Linked DNA regions of Hordeum vulgare: region 2 is linked to region 1. A link is a contact called in public Hi-C data. All regions are on one chromosome and are shown on one strand. Each heading gives the region's core, a stretch centred on a gene start, on an enhancer-like site or on the middle of the called end of the contact. The rest is flanking DNA. Distances are from core to core; before and after follow the strand shown. Region 1 holds the start of LOC123448891 (ubiquitin-activating enzyme E1 3-like). Region 2 holds the start of LOC123448892 (protein MALE DISCOVERER 2-like).

Evidence for each region. A called contact is a pair of places that touch in the nucleus more often than the background predicts.
Region 2: a Hi-C map of seedling shows a contact between it and region 1, with 2.6 times the contacts expected there. The contact joins the promoter of LOC123448892 here to the promoter of LOC123448891 in region 1. A contact is called at or near these places in 3 of 6 Hi-C or Micro-C datasets (leaf and seedling) and 1 of 1 datasets of contacts at active chromatin or transcription factors (embryo).

The regions. Positions count from the first base shown.
Region 1 is chr4H:448,414,047-448,420,485 of MorexV3_pseudomolecules_assembly, forward strand. LOC123448891 (ubiquitin-activating enzyme E1 3-like) reads left to right here and starts at 1,509. Exons shown (of 7, transcript XM_045125927.1): 1 at 1,509-1,728; 2 at 1,855-2,138; 3 at 3,559-3,776; 4 at 4,618-5,412; 5 at 5,497-6,365. The coding sequence starts at 1,868.
Region 2 is chr4H:448,600,103-448,606,572 of MorexV3_pseudomolecules_assembly, forward strand. It overlaps LOC123448892 (protein MALE DISCOVERER 2-like), which reads left to right and starts at 2,223. Exons shown (of 6, transcript XM_045125928.1): 1 at 2,223-2,554; 2 at 2,649-2,712; 3 at 3,544-3,980; 4 at 4,062-4,252; 5 at 4,328-4,460; 6 at 5,248-6,093. The coding sequence starts at 2,479. The coding sequence ends at 5,843. LOC123451507 (a small nuclear RNA gene) reads right to left here and starts at 6,397; the gene lies at 6,279-6,397.

The DNA of each region.
Region 1 (6,439 bases), core at 259-2,758:
TTTTCCACGTACGCATTGTCTCCCGGTGAATAATTGAATTTCTTCTGCATATAAGTCTTCATCTTCAACTATGCAAGTCCTCATGCGATTAGCCTTCACATAGATAGCTTCTTTTGACTTTAATAATCATTGTTTCTGTGCATGTGTACCTATGCAAAGCAGATTTACTATTTATTTTTATTTTTATTATCTTGCGCAGAGGTCTTTTCTGTTAATATAATAGATAATATATTATCAATATTTAGAATCGCTATTGAGATTTGTATCAATATTCGGGAAGGTCCTCCGTGCCCGAATAATTGATAGCAATATCAATAAAATAATTGATAGCAACATCAGTATTCGGGAAGCTGAACTAGACTCCAAGCTGGTTGACTTCGAAAATGCATGTTGGACGTACAAGCAGTTCACAAGTGATATCCAAACAAGGCAATACAGATGTCCTGAGGTCCTTCTGGGCTCCAAGTATTCTACATCTGTCGACCCGTGGTCCTTTGCATGCATATGCTTTGAACTTGCCTCAGGAGATGTGCTCTTTGATCCGCATAGTGGAGATAACTTTGACTGGGATGAGGTATTTTTGTTCATTTCCTCACTTTGGTTTCGACTAAGAACATACTTTCAACATTATGGATGTGTACCCGGTTTATCACCTGGTAAATGATGTCCCCCATTCTAACTCAAGAAAGGTTCTCATCAGAATCAATAGCTGACTCTTTGATACCTACATTCCATTCAAGCAGGAGATAACTGCGAAGGGTGGGCCTCACTTCTAGCTCGATGATATTGTTTTTCAAAGTTTTATTTCTTGCATCAGCGTGACTCAGTGACATGTGTATGGTCATGGTCGACTTCATCGCCTTGAGACTCACCATGTTTAGGTGAACACGGTAGCCACCATTGGCAAGGATCGAAAAGAGGATAATAATAAGTGACAACACGGTTTTCGTGTTCAAATAGAAAAATGTGGACCTAGGAAATGAGTCTTGAGCTACACTTATATATTGGTTAGGGTGAGCAATGTTTTTTTTCTCCCATTGAATAAAATTTGCAGGTCTTAGTGTCACCTCATGATACTATTCATGCATTCTAATTCATCCATTTAACTTCATCGTTTGTTCGATTCGTTTAATTACATCATCATTCGTAGCAACGCACAGACACATTTACTAGTATTATCAATATTTAGAATCGCTATTGAGATTTCTATCAATATTCTCCGTGCCCGAATAATTGATAGCAATATCAACAAAATATGAAAATATAATTGATGATGTATCCAGTGTCATGCATTTGGTATTTTAAAGTCAAAATTCGTAAAGTTTGTAATTGGAGGGAGTAACGGACATTTCCATAATGTTTTAATTTAATGCTGAATTAGCTTTTAATCAATGCTTTCACTTCGCCATCCAGTCGAACCAAAGCGCGACCCATCCGGCCTGGCCTGCCTTATCAGGCTTGTCCATCCCAAACACCAACGGCCAAGATTCGTGGAAGCCCTCTGCCCTCCCCACCCCCAAGCCTCTCCACCGCGCCGCATCGGCGACTCAATCCAACACCACCACCACCTTGCCTTGCCGCAAAACCCCACCGCGCCCGCCCCTTTCTATATATACGCCATTCCACCGGCTTCGCCCCCAAGCCGAAGGTAGCCTCACAAGCGACACGCCGTCCTCAAGGCCGCGGGCGCCGCGCGAACCCTAGCCGCCACTCCGATCGCCCGCACCGGTAAGGTCCCGCCACCGCCGATTCGGATCGGCTCCGATGCCTCGATCCGTGCGCTCCGATCGCCATTTCTGGGGTTTTAGGGTGCGGGTTTTGGCGTCTGATTTGGTTTTATGCTGCGCGATGCAGGGGGCCGCGCTATATGCTTCCGACGAAGAGAGCGGACGGCGCTGAGGACAGCGGCGACGCGGCGGCGAAGAAGGCTCGGGTAGGGGAATCGGCGGCTGAGGCGGGGTCGGAGGCCATGGTTGCCGGGGAGACGGTTGGCGGGGGAAGTAACGGGAACGGGGTGGCGGAGATCGATGAGGACCTTCACAGCAGGCAGCTCGCCGTGTACGGGAGGGAGACGATGCGGCTGCTCTTTGCGTCCAACGTGCTCGTCTCCGGCTTAAACGGGCTTGGGGCTGAGACAGGTACGTGCCTCCTTCGATTTGTGATTTACTTTAATTTATTTAGTGCTTTATTTTAGTACAGGTGATTTAGTGCTTTATTTACTACGTACTACATTGATATCTAATGTTTGGCGCGCTGGCGCCGTTACTGTTGCGTTCTGTTTTGCTGCTCTTAAATATTTGTTGGTAATTTGGAATCTGTGATTACTTGCTTAGTTGCTGGATTGAGAAACATGGATCTGCGATTACTTCGATTTTCCCCATATATGTGCAGACAGGGCTGAGTTGCTGGATAGAGAAATACATTTTGTATAGTTATCTGATGTCTTATTTGTTCAAACAGAGTGAAGCCTTAAATTACTGACATATGCTGCTATGATCATCAGATTGTTTGCTGCATCCCGAGTTTGTAGTGTTTCATAGAGAAATGCAAATCAAATATGCCCCTTTTCTGCTTATTATGCAGATTTGCTTATATATTTTTGCCTAGAATTCCCAAGGCATGTCTTTATTGTTATACACAGTGGTGACTACTTCTATTTACTACATGTTGTTGATTGTTTTGTGATCCTACTTCGTGTTTACATTGGTAGCTTTTGTAATTGCCACTAGAAACAGGCGAGAAAATGGTACAGACAGTTGATAGAATTACTGGTTTTGCAAACTGTCAAAAGCCCTGAACTGCTTGTTGCCTTAGTGAAACTGTTTAATGTAATAGTCTATGGAGATGCAGTTACTAGTTCTGACTTACCAGACTGACCGACATTATCAAAACCAGATTTGGGTGTTAGAATGATCTAGCCCGGCATGTTTTTTTTTCCTGGCACTTTAGGCATGGATATCTTGCAAGTCCTTTTAGAGGGGAGTGAGCACCCAACGATTCTGAGGAATCAAACCTGAGATGTCCGAGGGGCACATGCTGCATGTAGCAACCGAGCTATGCTATGCAGCACTGGCAACAGGACACAAAATAATCTGAGTACCCTGGTTTGATAGGCGGTAGTTGCACAAACAGATGAGCCTCCTGGAAAAGGAAACACACAAGCAGATAAGCCTCCTGGAAGAGGGAAATGTAGTTATCATACTGAGTTGGTAAAATTAGTGGATTGTAATTCTTCCCTTTCTTGCTCCTGCTCAGCCCAGGAACACGAGATATGTCGCTAGCATTTTCATGTCTAATTGGGCAAGTGATATGGTTATAAATTAGCAACCATTTTCCTTTCTTCTTCTGCTCAGTCCAGGAATCTGAGTTATTTAGCTAGCATTTTCATGTCTCATTGGGCAAATTAATATGGTCATTAATGATCAATTATATTCCTTCTTCCTGTTTGTCCGTGCACACATTCTAATGCATGGTTTGCTTATTGATATTTGTATGGTATTATCATAGTCCTATGCGTGTGGATTGCATGTTTGTAACTAATATAATTCTTCCATACAGCAAAGAATCTTGCTCTGGCGGGTGTTAAATCTGTCACCCTACATGATGTAGAAAATGTGGATATGTGGGACCTATCTGGCAATTTCTTCCTATCCGAGGATGATATTGGGAAGAACAGGGCTGCTGCTTGTGTTGAAAAGCTGCAAGAACTTAACAATGCTGTTCTTATAGCTGCTCTGACGGAAGAACTGACTACTGAACACCTTTCTAAGTTCCAGGTCTGTTAACTGTACTATGTGTTAAATTTTGTCAGCACCATTCTTGTTCAATAGTAGTGACCATCAAGGTTAATAAAATAACTTTACCTTTTTGAACTATGCCTGAAATCAATTGGAATGTTATTATCTGTTTAAGCTAATTTCTGTTTTGGATGGTAATATGTAAATTCGTGTGGACCTTAGGCCTGTGCCAATGCATCGTCTCTTCGCACGTAATCATATGCGTAATAAAAACATAAGAAACAACTAGTACAATGCATTGTATCTTATGTGTTGTATCTAAATTTAATGTTTTGTGGTTCATGCATGCATGTGATTGGGTTAGCACCTCTTTTTTGCCTATGGCCACGTGTCAAGGTTGTATGTTAGCTAAGATACAACCTCACTATCTCTCTTCATTAAATACAGTGCCACATAAGCAAAATGCCTATGAAACCGCGCTAAGAAACTTGCATTGGCACAGGCCTTAATCTGCATTTGATGTCAATATACTGATGAGTAATTGTTCCTCGTAGTAGTGCCAAACTATTTCTTTCATAACACCCTGTAGAACTCCCTTTTTCTTTAGCTGAGAACTCATTTGTTTCACTACATGTGTCATAGCTGATATATTGACGATCTATATATGCAGTGTACTTTCAAGTGACCTGCATGTCAGCTGTGCAGTTAGTAAGCTTGGTGACTGAAGCTAATGTGAATAACTAAAGCTACATAGTTGGTCACCATCACACACTAATTAGTTGACACCATTTGCTGAGTTTTTTGTCGCGGTGTGTTTGTGTTTTATTATCAAACATGTACTCCTCCCCGCTTATATGCTGATTGTACCTCTTATTTGCAGTCTGTTGTTTTCACCAACTTAAGTCTAGACAAGGCGGTTGAATTTAATGATTACTGTCGTAGCCACGAGCCTCCAATTCCATTCATCAAAACAGAAGTCTGTGGTCTTTTTGGTAGCGTGTTTTGTGACTTTGGGCCTAAGTTTACTGTTCTTGATGTTGATGGTGAAGATCCCCATACTGGTATAATTGCATCCATCAGCAATGACAATCCAGCAATGGTTTCCTGCGTTGATGATGAGCGCCTTGAATTCCAAGATGGTGATCTTGTTGTTTTCACAGAGGTCAGTGGGATGACAGAATTGAATGATGGCAAGCCCAGGAAGATAGTAGACGCAAGACCATTTTCATTTTGCATCGAGGAGGATACACGTAACTTTGGCATTTACGCAAAAGGTGGGATTGTTACACAGGTGAAAGAACCAATGATCTTAGAGTTCAAGAGTCTGAGAGAATGTATAAAAGAACCAGGGAATTTCCTTTTGAGTGATTTTTCAAAATACCAGCGTCCTCCGCTGCTTCACTTCGCATTTTTAGCCTTGGATAAGTTCAGAGAAAAGTTTGGGCGCTTCCCTGTTGCTGGTTGTGACCAGGATGCTCGAAAATTTGTGGAGTTTACTGCTTCTATTAACGAGGCCGCAATTGATTACAAGATGGATGAACTTGATGAGAAGCTGCTGCAACATTTTGCAAGTGGTTCTAGAGCTGTTCTGAACCCAATGGCTGCAATGTTTGGTGGTATTGTTGGTCAAGAAGTTGTGAAGGCTTGTTCTGGGAAATTTCATCCTCAGTACCAGGTGTGTGTCATGAACTATCAAATATTTATGTTTATGATAATAATCTGTTGGTTTTTGTCTGATTTTCTTTTCCTTTTTTGCCAGTTCTTCTATTTTGACTCGTTAGAATCTCTGCCAACCTATGCATTGGACCCTAAAGACTTGAAGCCAGTGAATAGCCGCTACGATGCTCAGATTTCTGTTTTTGGTTCTAAGCTTCAGAAGAAGATGCGAGACTCTAATATTTTTGTTGTGGGATCTGGTGCTCTTGGATGTGAATTCTTGAAGAACTTTGCTTTAATGGGGGTTTCTTGTGGCCGTAAAGGGAAGTTAACTATAACAGATGATGATGTCATTGAGAAAAGCAACTTGAGTCGGCAATTCCTGTTTCGTGATTGGAACATTGGACAGGCAAAATCTACAGTAGCTGCTACAGCTGCTAGTGCTATCAACTCCAGCTTCCATATTGATGCTCTTCAGAATCGTGCCTGCCCAGAGACTGAACATGTTTTCAATGATGCATTCTGGGAGGGCCTTGATGCTGTCATCAATGCACTTGATAACGTCAATGCTAGGATGTACATGGACATGCGATGCCTGTACTTCCAGAAACCACTCTTGGAATCTGGAACGCTGGGTCCGAAATGTAATACACAGATGGTGATTCCTCACCTTACTGAAAACTATGGAGCTTCAAGAGATCCTCCTGAGAAACAGGCACCAATGTGCACAGTTCATTCTTTTCCGCACAATATTGACCATTGTCTAACATGGGCTCGCTCAGAGTTTGAGGGTCTGCTAGAGAAAGCTCCAAATGAAGTGAACTCATTTATGTCTAATCCTGCTGAATATGCTGCTGCTATGAGAAAGGCAGGTGATGCTCAAGCCAGGGAGTTGTTGGAGCGTGTACGTGAGTGCCTTGACAAAGAGCGATGTGATAAATTTGAAGACTGCATAGCCTGGGCAAGACTAAAGTACGATATATCTACACGCCCCTTTTGAATTCAACAATTTGTTATTGGCTTTCTTCCACTTTCTTTTCGTCTTA
Region 2 (6,470 bases), core at 973-3,472, 190 kb after region 1:
CAATAAATGTTCCAAACTTGTAGCCAAATCCATACCCAGGGGTGGACAGATATATGCAGGAGTTATCGCTTGACCTTGTTTTTGCATAGCGTACCGGACATATGAGGGTATTGTTGCTTTACCTTTGTCGCTACACTAACATTGTATTTGAAAATTTAATTTCAACCAAAACTAGGAGGAGGGGAATGTATCACACACAAAAGCGTCATCCTTGCCAATTCTATGATGAATGTCGATGGAATCCTGAGAGGTTTTGCCCGGAAAAGAGATAATGAAGAATACACTAGCGGAAACACTTCTTTGTTAACTACAAGACTATCTAAGAGCCGAAGAAATTAGCTTGTAGGCCTAGCCATTCTTGTCCTTTTTTGACACCAAGAGGTTCGGTATGTGTTGCATCTATGATACCATGGTTCAACTAGGGCAGCCCAAGTAGGTGGTGGGACGCGTCACAAGTACCCTTTGTATATGTGCTTCTACCATCATTGCAATCGACACATGACATCAATACATCAATGTTTTGACATGGTATATGGAAGGGGAGGGTGGCACTTTGCAACAAGGTGTTGGAGTGTAATTTCTGACCCTCTCCCACAGTCTATAATATGGGAATAACTGACCATTGCACGTTCATTATAGTATCAAAACCAAGAGGTATTGAGTTTAAGACTCTTTCAATGCAATATAAAAAATGATATTTGCCACCTACATGATCCCACGTCTAAGGACAAAAACAGTCTAGACAAGAGGAAGAACGTCGACATGCATTGGTCGTACATCCCCATCGGTTCACACTAGTAGTGAGATGGTTAGGTTCATACGACTTGCAACCAAAAAGTTTCTAGGTTCAAAACCTCGTAAACACAATAAGTAATTAGTGTATCCCGCTTCCACCACCCACACATCATAACTCTAAAGGAACGTAAACATGAGGGAAATGTTGGAGTATCATGTACATTCCTCTTCCACAATTCAAACTTGGATGAAGTAGTTGGACATGAAATCTACACAAGACTCCTCGATTATTCAAGATCACTGCTAGTAAAGGGATGTCAATTAACAAAGAACCCTGTAAAGGTCCTTCCTCGGGCCTCGCACAAGAAAATGCCATTCTAGTATAGACTAGGCCAAAATGTCACATTTGATCTCCTTCCTAATCTTGCACATCAGGATTTATGATAGCCTCGCCTCACAAGCCTTTTCTTCAAATGTCTTTAAACCTCTGAACACTCACCCACCTTTTGTAAAGACTATATATCATAATGTGGATATATTTTTGGGGCTACTTCACCTTCCAAGCCTTCTCACCAACAACAGGTGAAATGACCTCATTGCGACTTCATCTAAGGAGCATAGTAGGTGGCCCGTTGAGGTCCTTCTCCATGTATGCAAATTAGTTTTTTTTAGAAAAAGAGGTTCAAACCCCCGGCCTCTGCATCAATCGTTGCATATGGTCATTTTGTATGCAAATTAGTTGTGTCTACATAAGAGGCTAAGACAGAAGAAAACGGTCTTTGTTGTTCTTGAGGACTCAAAAAAAAAACTTAGCCTTAGGAGGGACATAATCCGCATTCGATGGCTATATTGCCTTTCTTTTTTGTGTCGATCGCAAAAACATTATCACCTGTAAATATTGTTAGATTTTCTATTTCTTCAAAGTGGCAGAGTATTGATATGAGAACCATTGTGAGGAATCTCACAACAATTTGTCAAGGGGAATGCACATGTAAGAAATCTTTACGGATACTTAGACATTTTGAAATCATATATCTTGGTGTACGCTGCATCATTTCGCAAGTAGACAACTTTCTAGAATGGGTTTAGTCAAAATCACACCCATACATTTTGAATAAGTGTTCGATTGCACCGTTAAAATAAATTATAACTAGTTTTGTAATTAATACATTTTAATAGCACCACATTTTACAAATAAAAAGTATTACTCTCTTTGTAAACTAATATAAGAGCGTATAGATTACTAAACTAATATTTTAAATGCTTTTATATTAGTTTACGGATGAAGTAATTTTTTGTTGTAAAAATTCACATTCATGTGAAAAAGTAACGGCCAAAGTTGTTGAAGACCATGATTATACCCCAAAAATGAAGAGGAAGGAAATCTAGGAGGTTGGTTCCACAGTGATGGGCAAACTGCATTAGTTCGCAATTCATGTATGTGGAGAATGATTAGATCAACGAACCAAACAATTTTAAAACGAAAGAGAAAAAAGAACCAACTAAAAGCTTCTTGTTGTGTAGTCGCCTTCGTGCAGCCTCCCTTTCCCTCTCCTCTCCACCACCTTCGGCTGCCACTTTCGCCGCCCGCCTCCACCGCCCTCTTCCCAACCACACCACGCGCCGTCTCTCCTCCGGCATCCCGCTTCCCGTGACCGCCGCCATCCACCTTCCGGATCAGATTTTCTCCCCTCCGACGCCAGCAACTGCGCCTCCACTGCTATTTTCTCGGCCCGTGCTGCGATGGAGTGGCCGCCGCCGCGCAGGCTCCTTCTTCTGTTCCTGCTTGCTTTTTCTTGGCGGCTTGGAGGAGGAGCAGGTTTACTTCTCTTTTGCTCGACCTTTGGATTGCTCCGAGTTGTTGGGTATGCATTTGGGCTAACGGCGTTTGCCATTTTGATTTGCTGCTGCAGGGATTGGAGGGTTCGGAGTTGGAGCTGAGGAGTTGAGCAGTAATGGAGCTTCTTTTAGTCGTAGGTGAGCGCTCAGATTCTGGAACTGGTTCTTTTTTGGTGCTTGCAGGAAATGGATCAGTGCGATTTTGCTATCCAGAGTTTGTGATTTTTTAGATTGGAGTTGGAACTAGAAAATACCCCTCTGTAAAGAAATATCACTAATTTAGTGATCTAAACCTCTTATATATCTTTATGGAGGGACCGAGGGAGTAGGTGTTTTTTTGTGTTGGCCTATTACCATTAATGTGTGACAAATGCCACAAATTTACCAGTTTGGTTGGAACCATCAACTCTTCAGCTCTGAACTAAACTGACATCCCTACTGATATTTTTCTTCTTGTAAAAATCGGAAGTCGGCTTATTCACTTATTTTTATACTATTAATGAAAAAAGATCTATTTGCCTCGCTTCCCTTTGAATATTTATCAACAGAGACAGTTTGCTGGGTGAAGCTCTGCAGTAGTAGCTACTTTTCTAGCATTCACGAATGGTGCCTGTGGTTATTTTAGAAAGACTTGGATTGTAGTCATGGAGAGATATACTATGTGACAGTAGGCTGTTGAGTGAGAGTTTTTTTTTTCTCACTGAATTTTAAACTTTAAAAATAAAAATATAGGTATTTGAAAGAGAAATATTGTATTTTACTATATCTCTTATTATATAAAATGATCGTGTGAATATGATAGTAGATGAATCAAAGGCAGGTGATTTTTGTACTTCCATCATCAGAAATGGCAAATATTTATCTTGATAATACAGTACTCCCTCCGTAGTGATGTAAACGCTCTTATATTTCTTTGCGGAGGGAGTACATCCCAAGTCCTAACTATTCCTTTTCTTGAACTTTCAAAAGATTGCTGCAGATTGGTGGTGAAAACCAAGGTGCCGGGTACCTTTTCTCACATGCACAAGCTCCAAAATCAGGACCAGTGTCTGCTCCATCACCCTCAGCGTTCATATCATCACCACCAGAAGGTGCACCATCGCCATTTTATTCACAACCAACGCCACAGCGATCCCCTTTACGCCATGATCCATCAATAGACCTTCCACACCCGCTTAAGTTTAAGCCTGCAGCTGGGGGAGCTGGGCACGATCATTCGGCTCAAACTCCATCTCACTCTGTGCATAAGCATTCCTGGACAACCTATGGTTTAGTTGCAGCAGGGGTTGCTGCCTTCCTTATCATATCAGCAGCTGGTGCTCTCTACTGCCGAGCTAAAAGGGTGGGGACTGTGAAACCTTGGGTCACAGGACTTAGCGGACAACTGCAAAAAGCTTTTGTAACAGGTATGCTTTGTTTGCACTTTGACATGTATGTTATCTAGGAGTTTGTTCCAATTTCACATAACAATTTGATCACATTTGTAGGTGTGCCTGCACTCAAACGATCGGAGCTGGAATCAGCGAGCGAGGATTTCAGCAATATAATTGGTTCTACATCTAGCTGCATGATGTACAAGGGAACTTTATCGAGTGGAGTTGAAATTGCAGTTGCGTCAAGTTTGGTAACATCTGCAAAGGATTGGTCCAAAGAATGTGAATCACAGTACAGGAAAAAGGTACCATTCAGTTGCGCCGCTTGTATAAATGCACGCTGTTTGGCCTATGTTTGATTCCAATGGTTATGTTTTCAGATCACAAGTTTGTCCAAAGTAAACCACAGGAATTTTATGAACTTGCTTGGCTACTGTGAGGAAGGGCATCCTTTTACCAGAGCCATGGTATTTGAATACGCTCCAAATGGGACACTTTTTGAGTATCTGCATGGTAAGTGCATTCTTAGTTTCTTACCATGATTTATAATTTTTCTCCTTTTCGCAAATCTGTTCTCTTCACCATGTAAGTACAGAAATCCTTTATGCACAGAACATTTGTTAACAATGGTGTAAACCATAACCCCACAAAACCTTACAATAAAGTTTCTCCAACAAATGAACTATGCATACCTCTTCAGCAACCAGATTCCAACCAATAAAGATCTCCGTGTTGCCCTTATGAATTACTTGTCATATAAATAAAATAGAAGGGAGAATAAAGAGATATGATTTCGTAAAAAGAGGAGAAGAAAGAGAAAAAGGAATGTGGTCTTATTGAAGTCAAAGCACTTCGTAATCTTTAAACAATGATGTCCTTCAATATAATTTCCCACATTGTTCGACAACTTCATTTTTTTGAGAAATTGAACAACTTGGTTTCCGCAATTTCCAAATGACTATGTAGAATTACTGCCCCTAGAACCATGCTTGAGAGTTTGCTGCCTCATACGGCTCGTAATTTGCTAGTACTATTTTTAGGGACATAATTTGGTAGTATCTTAAAATTTCCCCTGTCTTAACTGAATTCCATCTCTTGAAAATCAACCATATCTTGTTAGTCACAAGATATGAGTATGTGTGCATCAACTATATAAGTTGTACTCCTACTTACTATCTATTAACAAGAGATAGCTAGTTTGTTCCAATTACATACAGTACTTCTTAACTGTCGGAGTGTCAGTCAGTCGGTGTATCAACATTTTTCACAATGTCTCATCCCCGTCAATTTCATTTTGCAGTGAGAGAAGCCGAGAAGCTGGACTGGGTAACGCGGCTGAGGATATCCATGGGCATCGCCTACTGCCTCGAGCACATGCACCAGCTGAGCCCACCCGTGGTGCCGAGGAGCTTGGACTCGACCACCATATACCTCACCGACGACTTCGCCGCGAAGGTCTCAGACCTCGAATTCCCAGACGACGCGAAGGGACCGTCACCTCGTTCAACCAATGGCGCCCTCGACCCCTCATCGGAGCTGGAAAACGCCGTGCACAGGTACGGCGTGGTGCTGCTGGAGATACTGACGGGGAGGGTGGCCTGCTCCGACGAGGACGGGCCGCTGGAGCGGTGGGCGTCCCGCTACCTGGACGGCGAGGTGCGGCTCGCGGAGCTGATGGACCCCAGCATCGGCTCCTCCTTCTCCGAGGAGGCCGCGCGCGCGCTGTGCGAGGTGGCGAGGTCCTGCGTCGACCCGGACCCGAAGAGGAGGCCGGCGATGGCGGAGGTCGCGGCGCGGCTCAAGGAGATCACGGCGCTCGGGCCCGACGGGGCGACCCCCAAGGTGTCGCCGCTGTGGTGGGCCGAGCTTGAGATCATGTCTTCTTCTGACAGCTGAAGTTGTGACCGAAAGTTGTTTGAGTTGTTTGGTTGCTGCTGCTGATCTTGTTTGTGGAATTGGTAGCCAGGTAGAGACTACAGAGTGTTTCAAGTTTGCTTCAGGATTGCAAATAGTCAGTGGTGGGTGCTCTGTAAAAAAAGAGGGCGGCCGTCCGTGAGTTAACTGTCAGCCGAGTGAGCTGCAATACAGCTAACTCTGAACCATATTGTCTACAGCTCTCATAATTCTTCTACCCAAAGTTCATGAAGCCGATTTCAAGCATGAACCACGTTACGCTGAATCATATTGTCCAGAGGCCCAAACAAAGCTTATTCAAAAAGGGAGGAAAAAGAGCTAACTCCAAGCATGCATGGAACAGAAACGTATGTTGTTGCTCAAATTAAAATTGCACTGGAAGGCAACAACTTAAACATTTGGGAACGACATTGTAGGACCTTCTCACAAAGAGAAGGAACCCTTAAAAATTAGCGTATGCTGCTTGGTGTGGCGAGCCCACGGTATTCTTTAGTAAAAGGCGAAAGAATAGTTCGCTATGTGCTCATCACGCAGCTGCGTGTTCTCTGGAGGTGGCCCGGGGAGCTGTTTAAAAGAGGCCTGGGTGGGATGACTCTCCAGCGCTAGCAG